Linked DNA regions of Mus musculus: region 1 is linked to region 2. A link is a contact called in public Hi-C data. All regions are on one chromosome and are shown on one strand. Each heading gives the region's core, a stretch centred on a gene start, on an enhancer-like site or on the middle of the called end of the contact. The rest is flanking DNA. Distances are from core to core; before and after follow the strand shown. Region 1 overlaps Ubash3b (ubiquitin associated and SH3 domain containing, B). Region 2 overlaps Ubash3b (ubiquitin associated and SH3 domain containing, B).

Region 1 (5,059 bases), core at 1,174-3,673, 88 kb before region 2:
CTTTCAGGCACTGCAAAGCTCTCAACCTCACTTCACCTATCACTCATGGCAGGAGGAGCTATGTGCAGGAGCCAGGGAGGTCACCCTGGCAGGACTTGGGTCTAGACAAGTGTGAAGCGTGCCAGTGCTTTGATCCTCAGGAGACCTGGACTTACAGAGAACTTTGTACAGTGACAGGCAGCTGGCCTCGAGGATGCTGAAGTTGAATGTTAGGGCATGGAGTTGTAATGGGTTTTGTTGTCTGGTTTTTTAATTTCTTCCCTTTCCATCTTCTGTAGCCTAGGGAACTGCTCCTTGTATCTTCTGAGTTGTCTGCAAATAGTAACGTGGGGTTACAGCTGTTTAGTTTGGAGAATGCTTGACAAGATAAGGAAAAAGGCAGGGCAGAGAGAGTCGGTTAGTTCAACAAAGAATCACTAAGCCTGACAGGTACCCAAGATTTTGCTGTGTTGGCAGTATGAATACAAAGAGGAGTAAGTCCCAGCCTCTGACTACAAGAAGCAGATGACTTTGATATGTGATACGATCGAGCAAGGGGAGGGTATCTCTAATCTGTGGGCTGCCATGTGAACATAGGAAGCTTATCAGAGGACTTTCATGGGGAGGTTATCATTGTGAGGGGCAGAATCAGGTCTTAGTTCACAAGGACAAACAACCTTGAAAAACCAGTGGCACAAAGATACATTCTATTTCTTGAGGCTTCATGTTCATGCTCTGGCTTCTGTTGAACATGGGTGACTTTCTGACTGATATCCTGGGAAACCTCAAGCATTCTACTTTGGACTTAGAAACAAGTCACAGGGAACATGCTGGCCTACCCCGGGCTGCAAGGCCTATAGAGATGAAGGTCTCCTTTAGTGGTCCAGTTAGCTTCTTCCTCATGCACCCTTCCCAGGGCTGTCTCTGCACAAGGCTGAAGCATGTACAATGATGGGAGGCTAGCCAGGGCCTCAGCAGAGGTCGTCTTGAGCATCTGTATGCAGACCAATCTCCCATGGCTGAAGTAGTCCTGCTGTGACTGTTTTCTACACATGTGACAGGGAATGGGGACTTGGAGCTAGAGAGTTGGGCATGGGTGCTTCTCAGGCAGTAGTGAAAAGGATAGCTCAGGGTGACTGAGCCAGGGTATTGGTTTATCTCTGATAAAGAAGAAAGTGAACTGTCAAGCTGATAAGATTGGGAATTAGAACCCCCAAGGCTCCTAAGGATGGCTTGGAAGTCCTGATGGAACTGAGGTGTGTGTGAGATTTTCAACAGTAAGAGGAACAGCTGTAGATCAGCCTTGAACTCATTTTGAGAGAAAATTCTAGAAAGGATAAAGTTGTCACTGTAATTTCTGAGGATGGGGTGGATGAGTATAACAGCACTTATTTTTAGTAACAGGTCCAAGACCATTTCTCCTTTTGGTCCTCTTAGCTCTGGGGTTGCTTTTTTTATAGAGGCTATTTCTTCCTCAGACTAGACAGATCAGGATAAAGGTACAGAAGTCTCCCCAGGGGTTCTGTGGTCATCTGAGCTTTTCCCTGGACCTCTGCCACAGCACAGAACATCATTTTACCTTGTTTGTCTATTTGCTTGCTTGCTTGCTTGCTTGCTTGTTTCTGAGATAGGGTCTCATGTAGCCCAAGCTGGTCTCAAACTCATATTGTAGCCAAGGATGACTTTGGAGTTCTGGTCTACCTCCCTCCACCTTCCAAAATGCTAGGAGTGTAAAAATATGACACCACACTTGGTTTATGTGGTGTTGGGGATGAAACCTAATGCTTTGTGCACACTAGGCAGGACCCCAAGCAGCCGAGCCTGGTGCACCCTCTCAGAGCTCCTTGTCAGATGTCCAGAATGCTCTCTTCCTTCTTTATGTTAATTTCATGCTATAGCTTTTCATGGTGGTTGTTCATTTATTTTTAACACACACTTATTTGGTGTGCATAGTACTAGGATCTAAAAGAAACAAAGACAAATAAAAAGTGGCCTCTGCCTTCTTAGTACTCCCAGTCATGTGGGGACAAGAAAAAAATTAAATATAAAAGAGAGAGGAAAGATTAGATGGCTTGGAAACAGAGATGTGAGTGGAGCTGTGGAGTCATTCAGGAGCTAGGGAGGTGATGGTGGTGGGGTCTTTGTTTCTCCCCAAAGAGCTAAAAACACATTCATATTGTTTTCTGGGAGGACACACATTCACATGCACACACACACACACACACACTCAGAGACAGAGACAGAGACAGAGAGACAGACAGAGACAGACACAGAGACAGAGACAGAGACAGACACAGACACAGACACAGAGAAAGAGCAAGCGCTAGCGAGAGCTCAGAATCTTATATATGCTAAGCAAGCCCTTTACTGCTGAGCTCCACCCTTAGTGTCACCAGCATTATGTGCCATCCCCCAGCATCAGCTCCCTTTGAGCCCAGCCCTAACTTACTGCAAAAGCCCATCAGTGTTCATGACCCCTGTTTACAAATGAGGAAGTAGAATTCAAAGGGGCTGTCAGGCATGCCTTGTGAATTTAGGGACATCCCTGGTCTTTAACCCAAGTTTTCTTGGCTCTGAACTTTGCCTTACACTTCTGGTTTCATGGCTTTGGTTTTGGCTTGGATGGTTTATTTTTGTTCCTGGATCACAGCTTTAAACTCACACAACGAGCTCCCACACGCTCACTGGCAAACAAACCTTCCTGGCAACACAGCCAGCTGCTGTTTCCCGTGTTTAGAGACCACATTGCAGGGAAGTGTTTTAAGGGCTGTTTTGAGTGTTGTGTCTGCTCCTCCATGCAGACGTGTAGATGCCACTTCAGAGAGAGAAGAAGGTGACATGGATGCTTGGTGTTCTGTGGCAGCTCTCAGGGGCTGGAAGATTTGTATATGAGGATGAGCTCAGAGCCTTTGTTCTGTGTGGAGTGAAACCATGGAGTTTATGAAGCCAGTGGATTCTGAGGTCAGAGTTCCTGAACTTCTCTGACCCTGGGTATGACAGTTTATGTCTGCATTGCCCATCTGCGTGACAAGTTCTCCAAAACTGCAGATCGTATCTCTGGAAAGTCCAGTGTAGCACAGATCCACTAGCCCCTCTCAGAGATAAATAGGGTGTTTTCTGCCCCAATAGATCCCAGATACAGGGTAGTTACAAAGCCAGGGGATTGCATGCTGAAAAGGGGCACCTTCTCTACTTTTCATCTTGGAGCAACAAAGAATCCAAAACTTACTAAATAAAGACAGATGATAGCTCATGTTTGTTGTGGTCCTACTACGTGCTACTTTATGTCTTTCTCGATCCCAAACCAAGTAGTAACAAGCATTCTTATTCTGCAAATGAGAAAGCCATATGCAAAGATATCCAACTAGGAAGTGTTTATGTGAATGTACCTTTTGGGGGGAGGGGATGTTGGTTTTTCAAGACAGGGATTCTCTATGGAGCCCTGGCTGTCCTGAAACTCTACAGATCAGGCTGGCCTCGAACTCAGAAATCCACCACCACAGCCAGATCATGGCTATACTCTTAACCCACCAGGTTTTGGAGCCCCTTGTTATTTGTTAGCATTTGCTATTCCACATTCTACTTCACCCTGCCTAGAAAGCCCTTTGAAGCTTTGCATACCAACATTTCTTGCTATTGAGTAGTCTTCCCTTTCTTCCCCTGGGCTCCCTTCTGTGTTTCTGGGATGACTGTCAATCAGGAGTTAATCACAGTCTGGCTACCATTTTGCTTTCCTTTGAATCCACCTTCCACAGGTACTGTACAGTTTAGCTGCCATGGCCTTCTCAAGGACCTGTCCTTTTAGCACCTTGGGGCCCTGCTGCTCAAATGTATCGCTAAAGCAATGACTGTCTTCTTTCTGGGTGCATTTTTCTGTTTTTAGTGAGACCACCTGTTCATTTGCTTTGCTTATTGAGCTGTGTAACAAATAGACCCTGAACGTCAAGCTTGTGATCTTTCCGCCTCGGACTCTGCATTGCCAGGATTGTAGGCCTGTGATATCACACCCTGGTTGGGTAGGTGTGGTCGTACCTACCTTTCAAATAGTCTGTTCCTTTGAGAAAACTGTACCATTCGTTTCACATTTCTCCACCCACCTCTCCCCACTCCCCTTCCTAGGTAGAAGGTGTTTGTGCCTCTGTGTGAGTGTATGTGTGTGTGTATGTGTCTGCACGTGCGCACATGCACACACATACATGCACATGAGTCCACTGCCTCAGCTCATAGTATGCAAACCCTACCACACCACTTTTCAGGACCCACAGGTGCCTTATGTCAGTTTCCAAGCCTGGATTGTAATCACAAAGTAATATCTCAGAGCTTTCTGTTTCTCTAACTCACTGTTTGGGGCCCAGCATCTGGTAACTGGTAGCTCATTCATCCCAAGCGCTATTACAGTTTATTAGTGCCTGTTATTCACATGCCCTGTGCTGGGGAGACTGGGAAATGCAAAGCAGGATTCCTGCTTCAGGAGCTTGGTGTTGTTTTGCTGAAGGAAGTGGAAACCCAGCCACTTACCTGGAAAGGAAAGCATACTTACTGTCTTGGTCAGCTTATGGGGTTGCAGCAGAGGAACCACAGACTGGGGGCTTAAGCAACAGACAGAGCAGCGGGCAGGAAGTCCAGCTCCTAAGTCTGGCAGTTGCTGGTTTTGGTGAGGGCGACTTTCCTGACTTGCTGATAGAAGCGGCCTCTAGAATAGAAAAGAGGGAAATTGGGTCTCTAAGCTCACTCTCATGTGTCTGTGGGTTTTTGGTTTGTTTATTTGTTTGTTTTGGAGACACGGTTTTTTCTGTGCAGCCCTGGTTGTCCTGGATCTCAGACCAGGCTAGCCTAGGAACAGAGACCTGCTTGCTGGGATTAAAGGTATGCCATCGACACCTGGCTTTTGGGGGGTGGGGGAGGGGAACCTTTTTTGCTGTAATGGTGTGTAGTTGAGGATAACTTTAAACTTTGATCCACCTACCTCTACTCCACATAGATGCCCCCCTTCACAAGGGCGCCATCTCCTCTCTTGGTTTTCCTTCTTAGAGATAGGACATGTAACCCAGGCTGGCCCACACCCCCACCCCACCCCCAA
Region 2 (5,605 bases), core at 1,651-4,150:
ACTACTACCACCACTACTACTACTACCACTACTACTACTATTACTACTACTATTACTATTGAGTCAAGGTCTCACTTTGTAGCCCTGGCTGGTGGGGAATTCTCTATGTAGTAGACCAGGCTGACTTCTGCTTCCCCCAGTGTTGGATCAAAGATGTCTGCCATCATACCCACTTCCCTCCACAGTTCTTACCCCCACTATAATCAGATAGTTAGCTTCTAGCTTCTGTCTTCCTGCCTACTGGATGGAATTCCACAGGGACAGGGACCATGTGAGTTTTATTCCCTGCACCCAGAGTGGGAGCAGGATGTGAACCCAGATCTCTGTGGCTCTGACAGACCTGGCCTTGCAGGGCTCACTGTAGAGAGTCTCCTGTAGCTACTGGCCCATCAGGAGGGCTTTGAGCAGTCTCGCCAGAAGTAACTGGTAGTAGCACCTCCTGGCTCTGTTTTTCCCCAAAGATGTCTGTAAAATAATTAGTGATGATGGATCCCCCTGGGTCACTGGGCATGGAAAAAGAAGAGGAATCACTTCCTTTATGAGTTTATGCAAGTGTCCTTGTAGCTATTTAGCACGGCATCTTCATGTCCTTCCTCACCCATTCCATCAAGGGTGGTGAGTAAGAATCCGCTCAGTAGGGGATCTAGGTCATTGGGAATGAGTGGGTGAGAATCGAGGGAGAAAAAGCAAAGACATGACAACTTTTAGGGAAGTGAAAATAAAACCCTAATGTGGAAACAACTGAAAATAGATGGTGGGATGTCGGGATGTCGGGCTGCATGCAAATCCAATGCTAATTACATGGAAATTGATGACTCCACCTGCCTTCCTGGGACCCTCAGGGAGCCCCTGCTGCAGGCATCTTTCCTACGCCACATAGATAGCCATGGAGGGAAGGCAAACTCTGATGTCGCCCCTGCCCACTCCACCCTCTTGAGAAGAGCTGAGGGGAAGGCTAAAAATACTAACAATAGATATTTGATTTCTCTTCGCAGACAAAAAGCTCTGGCATCCACGGGAGGAAGAAGCGTTCAGGCAGCATGTGACTGGTTGGTATGAAATAAATAAATTGAGAAACTAGCATGTAATTAACTCTGAGTGTCTGTGATGAGTGCGGGTGTGCAGTCTTTTTCTACTGGACCCTTCCTGGAGGGGAAGAGACAGGCCCATTTATCAAGCTGACTGCCTCCTCTGCCCTGGCCCCAGGGTGTGTGTATCTCCTTGGATCTGTTTAAAGGCTTTCAAAATCCTCCCAGATAGAGGCTCCCATTATCTGAGGTCTGCCAGTCACCTCAAGATTCGCTGTGCACTGTGGATGCTGAGCTGGCCAATTGAGAAAAATGTCTCACTCGTTTACCAGGATGTCATTCCCTGGGAGAAGCCCACAGGCCACCCTCCTGGACCTTCCTTCTGCTTTGGAGGCGTAAGAGCTCCGGAGTAGACTGAGCTGGAGGACGGAGTGTGTGCAAGGAAACTCCTCTGTGGGGAAGAGATTTGGAGTTAACCCAAGGATGCTTCCTGGAGAGCGGCTTGGGTTTTTTTTTTAGGGAGTTGTGGGATGGGGAGAACAGAAGCCTCTCCATCTGAGAGTTGGTTGGGTGTGTAAGCTTCAAAGGATGGATTCTTATAGCACAAATGGAAGCCCTTCTCCCTGTGGTCCTGGGGTGGGAAACCTCTTCCCTTCCTCCTCATCCATTGTCCTCCCAGCAAGGCCTTCTTGTCTCTCTTATCTCCCACAGGTTGTTCTCCCATGTGGGTGACCCCTTCCTGGATGACCCCCTGCCTCGGGAGTATGTCCTCTACCTCCGCCCGACAGGGCCATTAGCCCAGAAGCTCTCTGACTTCTGGCAGCAGTCCAAGCAGATCTGCGGGAAGAACAAGGCCCACAACATCTTCCCCCACATCACTCTCTGCCAGTTCTTCATGGTGAGCCACATTGCACTCCCTGTCTCCCCAGTGTCTCAGCCAGCCCCTGAGGACCGGAACTGAAGATCGGAGCTTTTCTGGAAGACCAAGGAGATATTTAGGATCTCCCAGCACTGGGTGGACCTCCCAGGGGTCAGTGTGGTTCACAGTGAAGGCCTCACCTTACTTTCAGTCTTCTGGCATCGGCTGAGGCCCTAGAACATCGGGGTTCAGTGCATGAGGACAGTGATATACTTCTACAACTGGAAGGATAGATAAGCCTGACCCTTGGTGGGTAGAAATCTGGCCTGTCAGCCATTGATGTAGCTTCTTCATGTGTGTTTACTGTCTATTCACTCCACTCTTAGGATAGGAATATCAGTGTGAGTGTGTGTGTGTGTGTGTGTGTGTGTGTGTGTGTGTGTGTGTGTGTGTGTGTGTGTGTGTGAATGCACACATGAGCACCTTATCCAACTCAGATGTAATTTCTCAGAAGCCATCCATCCACCTTGTAGTCTAGCCTGAAACTCACTAAGGAGTCCAGGCAGGCTGAATGGCCAGTAAGCCCCAGAGATATCCCCAGTCTCGCCTCCCTGATCCTTGGATCGATCACAAGCGCATGCTACCACACCTAGCTTTTTTTTAGGTGGTCCCGGGCTTTGAACTCACATCCTCGTGCTTGTATGGTGTAGACTCCAAGTGAGCTTCACTTCTTCCTGTTTATTTTTGAGACAGAGCCTCATAGCCCAGGCTAGCTTGAAGCTTGCTACATCACTGAGGACAACAGGAAGCTCCTGATCATCCTCCTGCCTCAACCTCCCCAGTAGTGTGATTATAGGCATGTACCACCATGCCTGGCCAACTCTCTGGGTGGGGAGGGGAAGGAACGGAGAGAGTAGGGATCACGATAAGTGGCTTACAGACAGGAAAAGCCACTTCCCTCGCGTGATATCAGCATGAGGTCTTACTAGAGTTTTCTAGAGACTGAGAGATAACTCTCTCCTGCCACAGTTCCTCATCCACGCCCTAGCTGTGGGAAAGCTTGCTTACAGGCTAAGGCAATCCTCCACAGCACAACAGCTGAAGCATCCATCCCTTACCTCCACCCCCACAGTGGTGCAGTTGACTTCACACGGACTTCACAATGCAGGATGGTAGCCTTTTAAAACGATTTTCAAAAATATATTTTGCTTTGGTTTCCCCCCCCCCCTTCTGGATAGAATTCTCACTTCGTGTGTGTCTCAGGTAAATAACATGTTCCTAACACCTTGTCTCTAGCAACTCACTCTGAAAATTAAATTGATTATCACTTCCTCTGAATCATCCCAGGATCTTGCAGGAAAGCAGTTAGGGTTTAGAGACACTCATGCTTCCTCCCAACCCGCCGAAGAGGGTAGGTGGATGATGTCACCGCTCCACAGCCTCATTCTTTCTTCTTCCAAAGCATCATGGGAATGGTGATGAAGACAGCAGCTGTCTGAGGAGCAGCTGAAAGAGTGCTAGAGGCTGTGTTCCTACTTCTTTGTTTGTCTACCCCCACCCCCAATCTCCCCACTCCTCCTTCTCCTCTCCCTGGTCCTCCTTTGAATCTCAGATACCTTATTCTCTAGAAACAGGGCCTCTAGTTGAACTGGAACCTCACTTTGGGGGACGGGGGGAACAGGCTGACTGACTAAGTGAGCTATTGGGTTCCAACTACCTCAAATTTCCTGTGTTGCGCTAACAAACACCAACATGATGGTTCACTACTGTCTATAACTACAGCTCCAGGAGACTCAACACAATATACCTCCAGGGTGCCATGCCTAGAATTAAAACTCCCGACCCCATGCTTCCAAAGCAAGCTCCCACTCGCATTGATTCATCTCCCTAGCCTGCCTTTTTGGCAGGTGCAGGTGCAGGGGGCAGAGTCTCAAGTCTCCCAGTCTAACCTGGAACTCAGTCAAGCTGAGCATGACCTTGAACTACTGATCTTCCCACCTTCGCTTTCTTTCTCAGTACTGAGTTTGTAGATGTGACCTCACCACATCTGAAATATTTCTCCCCGCACAGTTTTATGTGGGGCTGGAGATGGAAGCCTTCACTTCCTGCATGCTAGGCAAGCACTCTACCAACTCTGCGACGCCCTCTGCTCCGCCCTCCAGATTATGGTTACATTTTGTTTTAAGTTTATAGGTGTAGGTCTGTGCACTAGTCCCATGCCTGGTACACACGGAGGCCAGAGAAGGGTGTTGAGTGCCCTGGAATTGTAGTGAGAGAGCCTTGTGAACCATCATGTAGGTGCTGGGAGCTAAATGTGGGCCCTCAGCAAGAACAGTATCTTAGAGTTTTACTGCTGTGAACAGACACCATGACCAAGGCAACTCTTATAAAGACGACACTTAATTGGGGCTGGCTTACAGGTTCAGAGGTTCAGTCCACCATCATCAAAGCAGGAACATGGCAGCAACCAGGCAGGTGTGGTAAAGGCACAACTGAGAGTTCTACATCTTCATCTGAAGGCTGCTAGCTAGGATGAGGGTCTTATAACTCACACCCACAGTGACACACCTACTCCAACAGGGCCACACCTTCTAATAGTGCCACTCCCTAGGCCGAGCATATATCAGCCATCCACAAACAGCTAGTGTTCTTAGCCTCTGAGAGCCATCTATCTCCCCAGCTCCAGGAACTTACATAATTGACAGATTTTGGTATCTGGTGTGACTGTTGATTTATGTAAGCATTATAGGATGTTGACTGAGCCAGTTCCTATATACACTGCCTATCGTCTTTGTTGGCTTGTGGTAATTCCTTGACCACCTACTACCCTCATCTTCTTGCTTGCCCTTGAGGCTGTGAATTGAGCACAAGGCCTCTCACATGCTAAGAAAGGGCTCCAACCCTGCACCCTGTTCCCAGATCTAAAATCCACCCTTTTAGCAATTTTCAAGAATACATTGTGTGGCTTCTAGCTGTTGTTACCATACCGTAATATTTACTCTGAAACTGTGTTTCCCTTAACCAACAACTGGACCTCTAGCCCTGGGTTTTGTTTTCTGCTTAACAAATCGGGTAGCATTCTGGCAAGGTTCCCAGGATCACAACAGAGCAAGAGGAGGGCAAGAGGTGTCATGATGCATTTCTTAGTTTCATTTGCCCACTGGATGAATGGATGGATGGATGGATGGATGGATGGATGGATGGATGGATGGATGGGTAATCAGTGTCTGGATAATTGAGATCCCAAAGCTCTTCCCTTCTTCATGGACAGGAATGCTGGTTAAGTAATTGCATCATCAGCCTCTGCTCTCTGGGGGCAGGCTGAGTGCCGAGGGGCTGCAGGCTTTTCCCCGCCCCCCCCCCCCACTATAATGACGCCTGTCTGTTTTCCATCCCCAGTGCGAGGACAGCAAGGTGGATGCTCTGGGGGAAGCCCTGCAGACTACTGTCAGTCGATGGAAATGTAAGTTCTCAGCCCCACTGCCCCTGGAGCTGTACACCTCCTCCAACTTCATCGGGCTCTTCGTGAAGGAAGACAGCGCTGAAGTCCTCAAGAAGTTCGCGGCTGACTTTGCTGCAGAGGCTGCATCCAAAACAGGTAAACACCCACGGCTGTCAGCCCGGTCCTGAATCTCAATATCAGAAGTCGAAAGGACAGGAATTGGGAGACAGTGATGGGACACTCAGCCTACAAAAAGGAGTGAATTTATTTTGGTTC

Evidence for each region. A called contact is a pair of places that touch in the nucleus more often than the background predicts.
Region 1: a contact with region 2 is called in a Hi-C map of bone marrow-derived macrophages, with 49 read pairs. The contact joins two enhancer-like sites. A contact is called at or near these places in 2 of 15 datasets of contacts at CTCF or cohesin (CD8 T cells and large pre-B cells), 4 of 484 Hi-C or Micro-C datasets (bone marrow-derived macrophages, erythroblasts, nephron progenitors and 1 more) and 10 of 115 datasets of contacts at active chromatin or transcription factors (CD4 T cells, the HPC-7 cell line, bone marrow-derived dendritic cells and 7 more).

The regions. Positions count from the first base shown.
Region 1 is chr9:41,134,650-41,139,708 of GRCm38.p6, reverse strand. All of the region lies in intron 1 of Ubash3b (ubiquitin associated and SH3 domain containing, B), which reads left to right. Among named protein-coding and RNA genes, the nearest start is that of Ubash3b, 21 kb to the left of the region's middle. Within about 2 kb of position 2,423, at least 64 of the 459 cell types and tissues checked have an H3K27ac peak or open chromatin away from gene starts, as enhancers often do. A contact at or near this core is called in bone marrow-derived macrophages and microglia, where this site is marked.
Region 2 is chr9:41,046,761-41,052,365 of GRCm38.p6, reverse strand. Ubash3b (ubiquitin associated and SH3 domain containing, B) reads left to right here. Exons shown (of 14, transcript NM_176860.6): 2 at 996-1,049; 3 at 1,740-1,926; 4 at 5,287-5,485. Among named protein-coding and RNA genes, the nearest start is that of Crtam, 45 kb to the right of the region's middle. Within about 2 kb of position 2,900, at least 37 of the 459 cell types and tissues checked have an H3K27ac peak or open chromatin away from gene starts, as enhancers often do. A contact at or near this core is called in bone marrow-derived macrophages and microglia, where this site is marked.